Linked DNA regions of Strix aluco: region 2 is linked to region 1. Evidence: chromatin contacts called from public Hi-C data. All regions are on one chromosome and are shown on one strand. The core of a region is the stretch at or near the end of the contact, and the rest is flanking DNA. Distances in the headings are between cores, read along the strand shown.

The links. Hi-C and Micro-C count contacts between places; a contact is called where the count stands out from the background.
Region 2: a Hi-C map of brain shows a contact between it and region 1, with 7 times the contacts expected there. The contact joins the promoter of MCFD2 here to the promoter of SOCS5 in region 1. A contact is called at or near these places in 2 of 2 Hi-C or Micro-C datasets (brain and heart).

The regions. Positions count from the first base shown.
Region 1 is chr3:35,004,248-35,008,562 of bStrAlu1.hap1, reverse strand. SOCS5 (suppressor of cytokine signaling 5) reads right to left here and starts at 2,150. Exons shown (of 3, transcript XM_074818073.1): 1 at 2,015-2,150.
Region 2 is chr3:35,155,941-35,159,859 of bStrAlu1.hap1, reverse strand. MCFD2 (multiple coagulation factor deficiency 2, ER cargo receptor complex subunit) reads left to right here and starts at 1,950. Exons shown (of 4, transcript XM_074818087.1): 1 at 1,950-2,023; 2 at 2,920-3,068; 3 at 3,770-3,919. The coding sequence starts at 2,926. It overlaps TTC7A (tetratricopeptide repeat domain 7A), which reads right to left and starts at 1,848. Exons shown (of 21, transcript XM_074818080.1): 1 at 1,767-1,848.

The DNA.
Region 1 (4,315 bases), core at 901-3,400:
GAAGTTAACCAGGTTTACATGAAAGGAAATTAGGAATTACATCCCCATTGTATAATCCTGCAATAAAAATAATGTACCTTTCCAGAAGTGCTTTTAAGACACTGATTTTGTAACAAAGTTCACACTAAAGGATCCAGCAACTGAACAATCTCCTTCCAGTATTGGGTCCTAACTCATATGATATTAACAAAATTATTACAGTGAAACTACTCTAAAGCTATGTTTTAAATGATAACACACTTTAAAAAATATTTACTGTGGTACTTGCAACCACAGAAGGGTCTTTTTTGCCATTCACACAGAAGGGAAAAAAAAAAAAGTGCCCTGAAGCTCATCTCTAAGGGAATTTTAAGTTCAAAAAATAATTACACAGAGATGTTAAGATGAAGTAAAAACTCAAGAAAACAGAACACTCAACTGTATTTGAAGCATTTAGATAGGCATGAAAATGCAGTTTAGTCTTCTGCATCATATTTTAAAGCCAGGAAAAAACCTCTCAAGATTTTTACTCTCATCTTGCTATCCAATGCACATACTTAGTTCACCTGCCTTCTGAAGGAGGCAGATCAATTTAAAACAATAACCAGTCAACTTCCATGCAAATTTATGGAATATATTTATTTTTAAATAAGGTTATATAAATGCAAGCTTTAGGAGGACTTTCCATTCATACCATCTCCCTGCAAATAGTTCACTTGGGCCACATCTATCCCCAAAATATTTTCTTGTTATAGGAGTATACTGCACCAACAAAGCACTCCTGAAGTTGTTGCAATTTATGTGAGAAAAGTCATACCTTTACCAAACTCACAAACCACACCAGAATCAGCTTCAGTGGGAAAGCACTGTATTTGTTGTAAGAGGGTTTGTGTGGCATGGTCAGGGATCACACCTCACATGATGGGATATGGTACCCCATGATGATGATTTATAGTTTATAATCACAGAAACGTTGCGGAAAACTTCAACAAGCTTTAGAGGAGACAGGAGGAAAGAAAAAAACAAAACGACAGAAGCATTCTGTGAGTATTCAGAGAATAGAAGTGTAACTATCGCACATGCTGTGTTCATAAGAATACATGATCAGATGTCACACAAACCTGATGAAAGAAACATATCAGAGACATAAATGTATTCCACGAGATTAAGCTATTGTGATTCAATGCAAGTACTGAATTACAAAGTTAACAACAGCAGAAATAACATGATTTACTGCTTCTACGATTCCAAGAAACCATTCATAACTTTGAGTTGGATGCATATAAAGACGACTTCCAAACTTTTATGAGTGCTCGTGAAGGAAACAGCTGATGTTTTACCTATCATCCTCCACAGAAGGGGTTAACAGTAGGTTGTGTGCCCTGAAGACTCCTGAACGGCAATTTTGTAAGGGTGATTTCCATACGGACAAACCCGCGTGCAAACACAACCACAGGAGACCGCCGACCAAAGCCCCCTGCTCCTGCACCAGCTTCCAAATCCAGCTGGAAGCCCGAGAGGAGCAGCAGCCCGGCGCTGCCTCCCCGACACGGGGCACCCCCGACCGACTGCCTTGGGGTGCCGGCACCGGATTCGGGCCGGAGCAGGTTTAAGCCCCAGCCCCCCGGGCTTCGCCGCAAACACCAGCCCCGGCTCCACCCGCCTCCCTCAGGAGGCAGGAGGGTGGCCGGCACCGAGCGGAGCTGCCCTCCCCCCCCACCCCGCTGTCGTCCCGCGTCCCCCCCACTCTCCGCCCCGGGGCGGCCTTCTCCCCCGCGGCACCCCGCCGCGCCCGGCCCGGCCGAGCCCCGCGGCGACAGTCCGCAGCCCAGCCCTCCCGCTCGCCCGGCCCCGTCCCTTCCCCCAGCTCCCTCGGGCGCTGGCTGCCCGCTGCCGCTCCCCGCCTCCCTCACGGAGCCGCGGCCTCGGCGGGCAGCAGCGGGGCCGGGGCCGCGGCGGGGAGCGGCCGCCTCTCGCCGCCGGGGGGCGAGCGGCGCAGGTCCCGTCCGCCGAGCCCCGACCGGGAGGCACCTACCGCTGCGCCGCGGTCGGGACAGCGACGCCTCAGCGCCGTCCCGGCGGCCCCACCGGCCGCAGCATCCTTCGCCGCCCCGCCCGGGCCCGCCGCCTGCCGCTCGGCGCGGACGGAGCGATCCAGCGGAGCCCCCTCCCCGGCCCCCCTCCGCCGAATGGAAAATAGTTCCCCGGGCCCCGGAGCGGAGAGAGCGGGAGCGACACCTCGCTAGCCAATGACAGTGGGCCTGGCCCTCTGCGGCGCCAATGGGAGCGGCAGGCTGGCCGAGGCGGGGCGTCGCCCAGCCTACCGGGCCGCAGCGTTCGGGCTGACCCGCTAGGATGTCTCCGGCTGGCCTCCATTGACGACCATCTTGGAGTCGGGCACGATGCCCAATCTGGGAAGGGGCTGGCCGGCGGCCATTTTGGGTTCGGGCGAGGGGCGCGGGGAGGGGCTGGGTCACGTGGAGGGGGCCGACGGGAGGAAGCGGCGGGGGCGGGGCGACCGCCGGCTGCCGGGGGCAGGGGGCTCAGCTCGGCCCCCCTCGGCCCCCCTCCGCCGTGCCGTGCCGTGCCGTGCCGTGCCGTGCCGTGCCGTGCCGTGCCGTGCCGTGCCGTGCCGTGCCGTGATTCACCCGTGACACTCGGCGTCAGAATCGGAACGGCGGTAGCAGCCAGGGGCTGGCCGGCGGGAGCCGCCCGGGTGCTTGTCCCCGGAGCGGAGGCCGAGGGGCTCCCCGCGGGCGGCGGTTAAGACGTGTCCGGCCGCCCTGGCCGTGCGGACCAGACCCCCCGCACCCGGGCGGGGTCGGCCCCAGCTGGGCAGCGCGTCGCGCGGCCTCCGACATCGCCGCCAGCGCGGGCCCCCCCGAGCGAGCTGGGGGCTGCCCGGGTCCGGCTGCCCGGGTCCGGCCGCCCGGGTCCGGCGGCGGCGCAGGCCCCGGTGGCTCCGCTCGCCCTTGGGAGCTTTGAGGAAGTGTTGAGAGCAGCTCCCCAACGAGGTGCATGTTTTTCCTTTTTAAAGAGGTGGCTCCGTGGGTGACAGAGTTGCTGGGGCAGCGGCTCGTTTAGGTAACGCCTCCAGCTGCCCTAGCACTGTATTTGAGGAAGTCAAACGGTTCCTTGTAAGCAGAAGGGACTACTAAATGCTTACAAATTGAGACTCTTGAAGACACGTGGGTAACGTTGGAAGGGAGTAATACCCCGTTCAAAACAGCTTCCTCTCCTTTCTCTTCCTCCGTATAATGGGGAGTAAATTAATTGCTTGGCTAAAGTACAGATGAAGTACATTGGATCGTGTCAAAGGAATCACTCATTGCTGCACCCGTACAAAAACACAACTTGGTATTCCAAGTAACAGGGCACATCTCATCTTTCAGCATCTAGCAGACAAACTGGGACATTACAGTACAGAAGGTGGACAGTTAGATGGGAAAAAAATGAGGGTTTTCATCAGGCCCAGAAGGTAGGGGTCCATGGGTTTTACTCTATTGGAAGCCAGTAGCAAGCAGAGTACCACAGGCGTCAGTTCTGTCTGACATCCTTCTCAGTGACTTTTGAAGAGGAGACGGAGTGCATGCTCATAAAGTTTGCAGGTGATGCCAAAGTGTGACAGTGGAAATGCTGGAGGACAGAGCTGCCATTGAAGGGGGTCTAGACTGGTCGGAGGAATGGCCTGACAGGAAGTCTATGAAATTCAGCAAGTCCAGCGCTTGGGAAGGAAGAGCCCTTTGCAACAGTACAGGCTGCGGACTGGTGGGCTGGGGAGCAGCTTTGCAGGAAAGGGCATGGGGTCTTGGTGGACAGCAAGTTGACCATGAGCCAGCAGTGTGTCCTTGCAGCAAGGGAAGGCAAAGAGCATCCTGGATTGTACCACCAGGAGCATAGCCAGTAGAACAGTGTGTCCAGTTTTTGATTCCCAAGTGCAAGAAAAACCTCAACAAACTGTAGCAAGTTCAGTGGAGGCCACCAAGTTGTCCAGGGGAAGCTACAGCACTTACACTGTGAGGAGAGGCTGAGGTAACAGGCCTCATTCAGCTTGGAGAAGAGGCAGCTTTGGAATACTTCTGCATACAGATCACAGCCTAGCATATACATTACCAGCAAAAACCCCCAAAGATGAAATAATACACTGTATAAGCAATTCTGCACCTCGGAAGAGGATGAAAAATATAATGAAACATACATAATTGATGTTAGTTGCATTCAGAATGATACTGATGAGGCCAATGTGTGAATTTACATTTCTAGAACAGGGTAGCACTCATGAAGGATTCATGTGCACCCAGCACAGATGCAGCTAAATTGCCACTTGGCAGTTCTA
Region 2 (3,919 bases), core at 701-3,200, 150 kb before region 1:
ACATTTCTAAGTTAGGCTGCCTCACTTCTTACAAGCAATTTCATTTAAAAAGAAGCAAAATTGTGTGTTGTAAGAGGGGAAAAAAGCTAAGAATACATTTGCTATTTATGAAACCCGTCTTACATGGGAAAGGATACTTGAATGATCCCAAGCCTTTAAATAAAGCAGTCCCGTAGGGAAATGGAGAGAGAGAACTAAGGACATCCGGAACAGGGTGGGGAAGGCCAAGAGGGAATCCGCATCACACCTATCGAGAACTTGAAAAGAGACGTTTCCAAACACGGAAGATTTTGGTCGGTAGCCCGGCCGCCGCCCAGCCGAACTTGTTAAATTAGAAGGCGGGCACCGAGCGCAGCAGCCGCCAGCCGCGTCCAGGAGCTTATCGGGGCGAGGGCAACACCCCAAACGCAGGGAAGCGCCGAGCGAGCGCCGCAGCCCCCGCTCCCACCGACAGCCCCAAGCAGTGCGTGTCCCCTCGCAGCCCGGCGGGCTCGGAAGCGCTGACACGAAGAGTTATCGTCCTGAGCGCCGTCTCCCGGGCTCCTGCCACCTCTCCTGGACATCCCGCCCTCCCGCCGCCGGGCCGGGGCACCTACGGGAGACACCGGACGACTCCCCACTGCCTCCGTCGGCACCCCGGCACTCCCCAGCCCTCTTCCACAACCCCGGGAGACCGGGCAGCCGCAGCTCCCGCCCGCGTGAGCCCACTGGGCCGGGGCTGCCGAGCCCCGGGCGCGGGTACGGAGCGAGAAGCCGGCCCCGCCGCCGCCCCACACCCGGGCGGTCCGGTATCGGCGGCCGTCCCGCCGCTCTGCCCCACCCTGCCCGCCCCCCGCCGCCGCTTACCCGCGTCCTGCGCGCCCCCCACCGCCGCCTTGCGCGGCGGCCGCGCCGGCGGCCGGAGCTGCTGGGCCAGGTACCGGAGCGGCCCCCACTGCCCCTCCGCCCGGCACCGCTCGATCTCCCCCTCCAGCTTCACGTGCGAGTGCGAGCCCTTGGCCGCCATCTTAGAGCCGGGCCCGCCCCGCCCGCCCGCGGGGAGTCCCCGGCGGCGGCGCCCGGGAGGCGCCCAGAGCGTGTGCGGGGCCGCGGTTCCGGGCGGGTGGCCCCGGCAGGTGCCCGGCGGGGCGGGGCGGCACGGCTCGGCTCCCTGCCCGAGGCCTGCGACCGGGGCCGGCGGCTCCTTCCGGCCACCCCACCCTGCCGCCTCTCACTTGACGCCCGAGGCAGCGAGCCGTGCCCCGGCGTCGCGGCCCGCCGAGGGCGCTGCGCCTACCCGGCCGCCCTCGGCCTGTCGTGCACAGCGGGCCTGCGGGGCCCGAGACGCGCCGCCCCGGGGCTCCCGTCCTCGTCGGTAAGGGCCAGGGGTGCTGCTCCCCCGCCAAGGCCCTCGGAAGCCCTCTAAACCCCAGGCCTCTGCCGTCAGCCCTTCCCCACAGCCACCGCCCCGCTTCAGTCGCGACTCCAGCACAGAGGAACCGGCGAGGGCGTGAGGGACGAGCCGGGAGCCCGCATCGCTCCCCGAAGTCGGAGCTTGCTCTGAGGGCTGTGACTCGAGGGGCGAAAGCAATCGGTGTTTGCGCGTCGCGTATAAAATAATGAGAGCTTCGACATTCCGTGAGGGAGGGGGCGGGCGGAGAGAGCGCACAGTTTATAAAACACAGAGGGGAATGGCGGCCGCGCGGGGCGGGGAAGGGGCTGTGGAGCGGCCGCGAGGGAAATGCGCGGAGCCGGGGCCAGCCCCGTCCGGCACCCTCCGGACTCACGCTGCAACTCCCGCCGTCCTCCGTCCTCCGGCTTCGCCCCGGGCACGGCCAGCGGGAGCGCACCGCGCACCCTTCTGGAGGGGGGCTCCCCTCACCAGAGGCCGCTCGGGGCGGAGCGGCGGGGCGGGGCAGGGATACTCGCCCCGCCCACCCCGGCGGCCCCGCCCCGCGGCGGGGCGGGGCGCTCCACCTGTCCGTCCGCGAGGGCTCCACGTGGAATTCCAGGAGCGGTGACGTGAGCCCCGCTCGGCGGAAAGGTGCAGCCAATGGGCGGGAGGAGGGGGCGGGGCCGAGCGCGGCGCGTGCGCCGGGTCAGGGGTGACGCCGGGGATGGTGGCCGCCCTGCCCCGCACCCGGAGCCCGTGGGAGGGACGGCGCGGCGGCCGCGGCCATCCGCCGGAGGGTGCGTAGCCTGGCGGCGGCGGCGACGAGACCTCTCCGTCCGCCCCGGCAGCCGAGGCTGGAGCGGGGTGTGCCGCGGCCTAGGCGGGGATCGCCCCGGGGGTCCTGCCGGGTGGGGGAGGCCGCGGGCGGGAGGCCCGCGCGGTGCCCGCTGTGAGGGCCTCCGGCATCGCTCCGTGCCGAGACGGCTGCCAGCCGGGGGTTGCGTCCGCGGGCGAGAACGGGGAAGCTGAACCCAGCAATCGGCTCCTCTAGTCGCCTCGCTGGGCACCGGTCGGCTCCGCGCACCCTGCGGAAGCGCTTCAGTGGCCCGTGAAGCGAGCGCTGCAACGACCGTTGCGTTTTTGAAGTTGGATGTTACTTAGGGCATGCAGCCTGAGTAGATCTAACTAGATGCAGTCCCTTTGATATCGTAAGCGACCTTTACTCCCGTAGCTGCAGGCAGGTCTGCGTGAAGCTGGTGTGGTTGGTTGTCTGGAAGCTGTGTGAAGACCCGAGCGTGGTTAAAGAGTGTGCGTTCGCTGCCTGAAAAAAAAAAAGTAATTCTCTGAAGATTACTGCGTGCTTCCTTGAAACAAGGATCCTCAGAGAAATTCTTAATTGGAGCTCTCTGGTTTTCTGAGTGCTAACTGCTTCAAATGAAGCAACTTCTTCTAGGCCTTAGTGAGATTATTTCTAAGCACTCTGTAAATCTGCTGAAAGTAGATTGAATATTTCATCTTTGGGGGGGGGAATGTTTTCCTTTTTGTAGGAGATCATGATGGCGCAAAGGATATTTAGAATACGTTTGCTGTTCTGCTTTCTGGCTGCATTCTTCATCTCTGCCCTAGCTGAGGAACACGTAGGAGAGAGTCAACATGCAAATATTCGCCTTGATAAGAACTTGGTACAAGATAAAGAGTATGTGTTCCATGTTCTAAAAATATAAACTTCTTAATGACTTGGTTATCTCTTAAATCTTGCTATGTGAGTTGGACTTAAGCCTAGGGCACCCTCTTTTCTCAGGATAGTGTATGACTAGTTAGAGCCAGATATGAGACATGCTTGCTCGATAAGTTTGTAGAGATACTGGACCTAGAAAGGTCTCCCTGGAGCCTTTAGCCCTACTCATACTATAAAGAATTTTTTAGAGGAATCCTGCTTACCTAGATCAACATACTTTAGACAAAATTGTATTGTGAACAGGTAGAGCGAGAGTTTTTTTTCTCATTCGCTTCTTCATAGAGATAAAACAGTGATAGCAGCAAATAAAACACCCTAGAGTACTTCATGTTTGACTGGGAAAGATCTTTCTCCAGTTCCTGTGCTTTGGAAGACGGCCAGAAGGAGATTTTGGGCACTGCTTCCCTTGTTTTGATAACCTGCTTAGGCCAGAAGAAATAGACATAGCTAGGTATTAGAGGCCACTAAGGCACCTGTAACAAACAACCTTTGTTCCCCCTTCTCCTTAGTATAAAACCTGGTTGTTCAAGGTGCTTTTAGAGATACAATATTTCCAGTGTACTTGACTGTCTGATCAAAGACTAAATTTGATGTAAACAGAGCATTAAATATTAACTGACAAATATATTGTGGGGTTTGTTTGTTGTTTTTTTTCTTAGCCACATCATGGAACATTTGGAAGGTGTTATTGAGAAACCAGAATCTGAGATGTCTCCACAAGAGTTGCAGCTTCATTACTTCAAAATGCATGATTATGATGGCAATAATTTGTTAGATGGGTTAGAGCTTGCTACTGCTATATCACACGT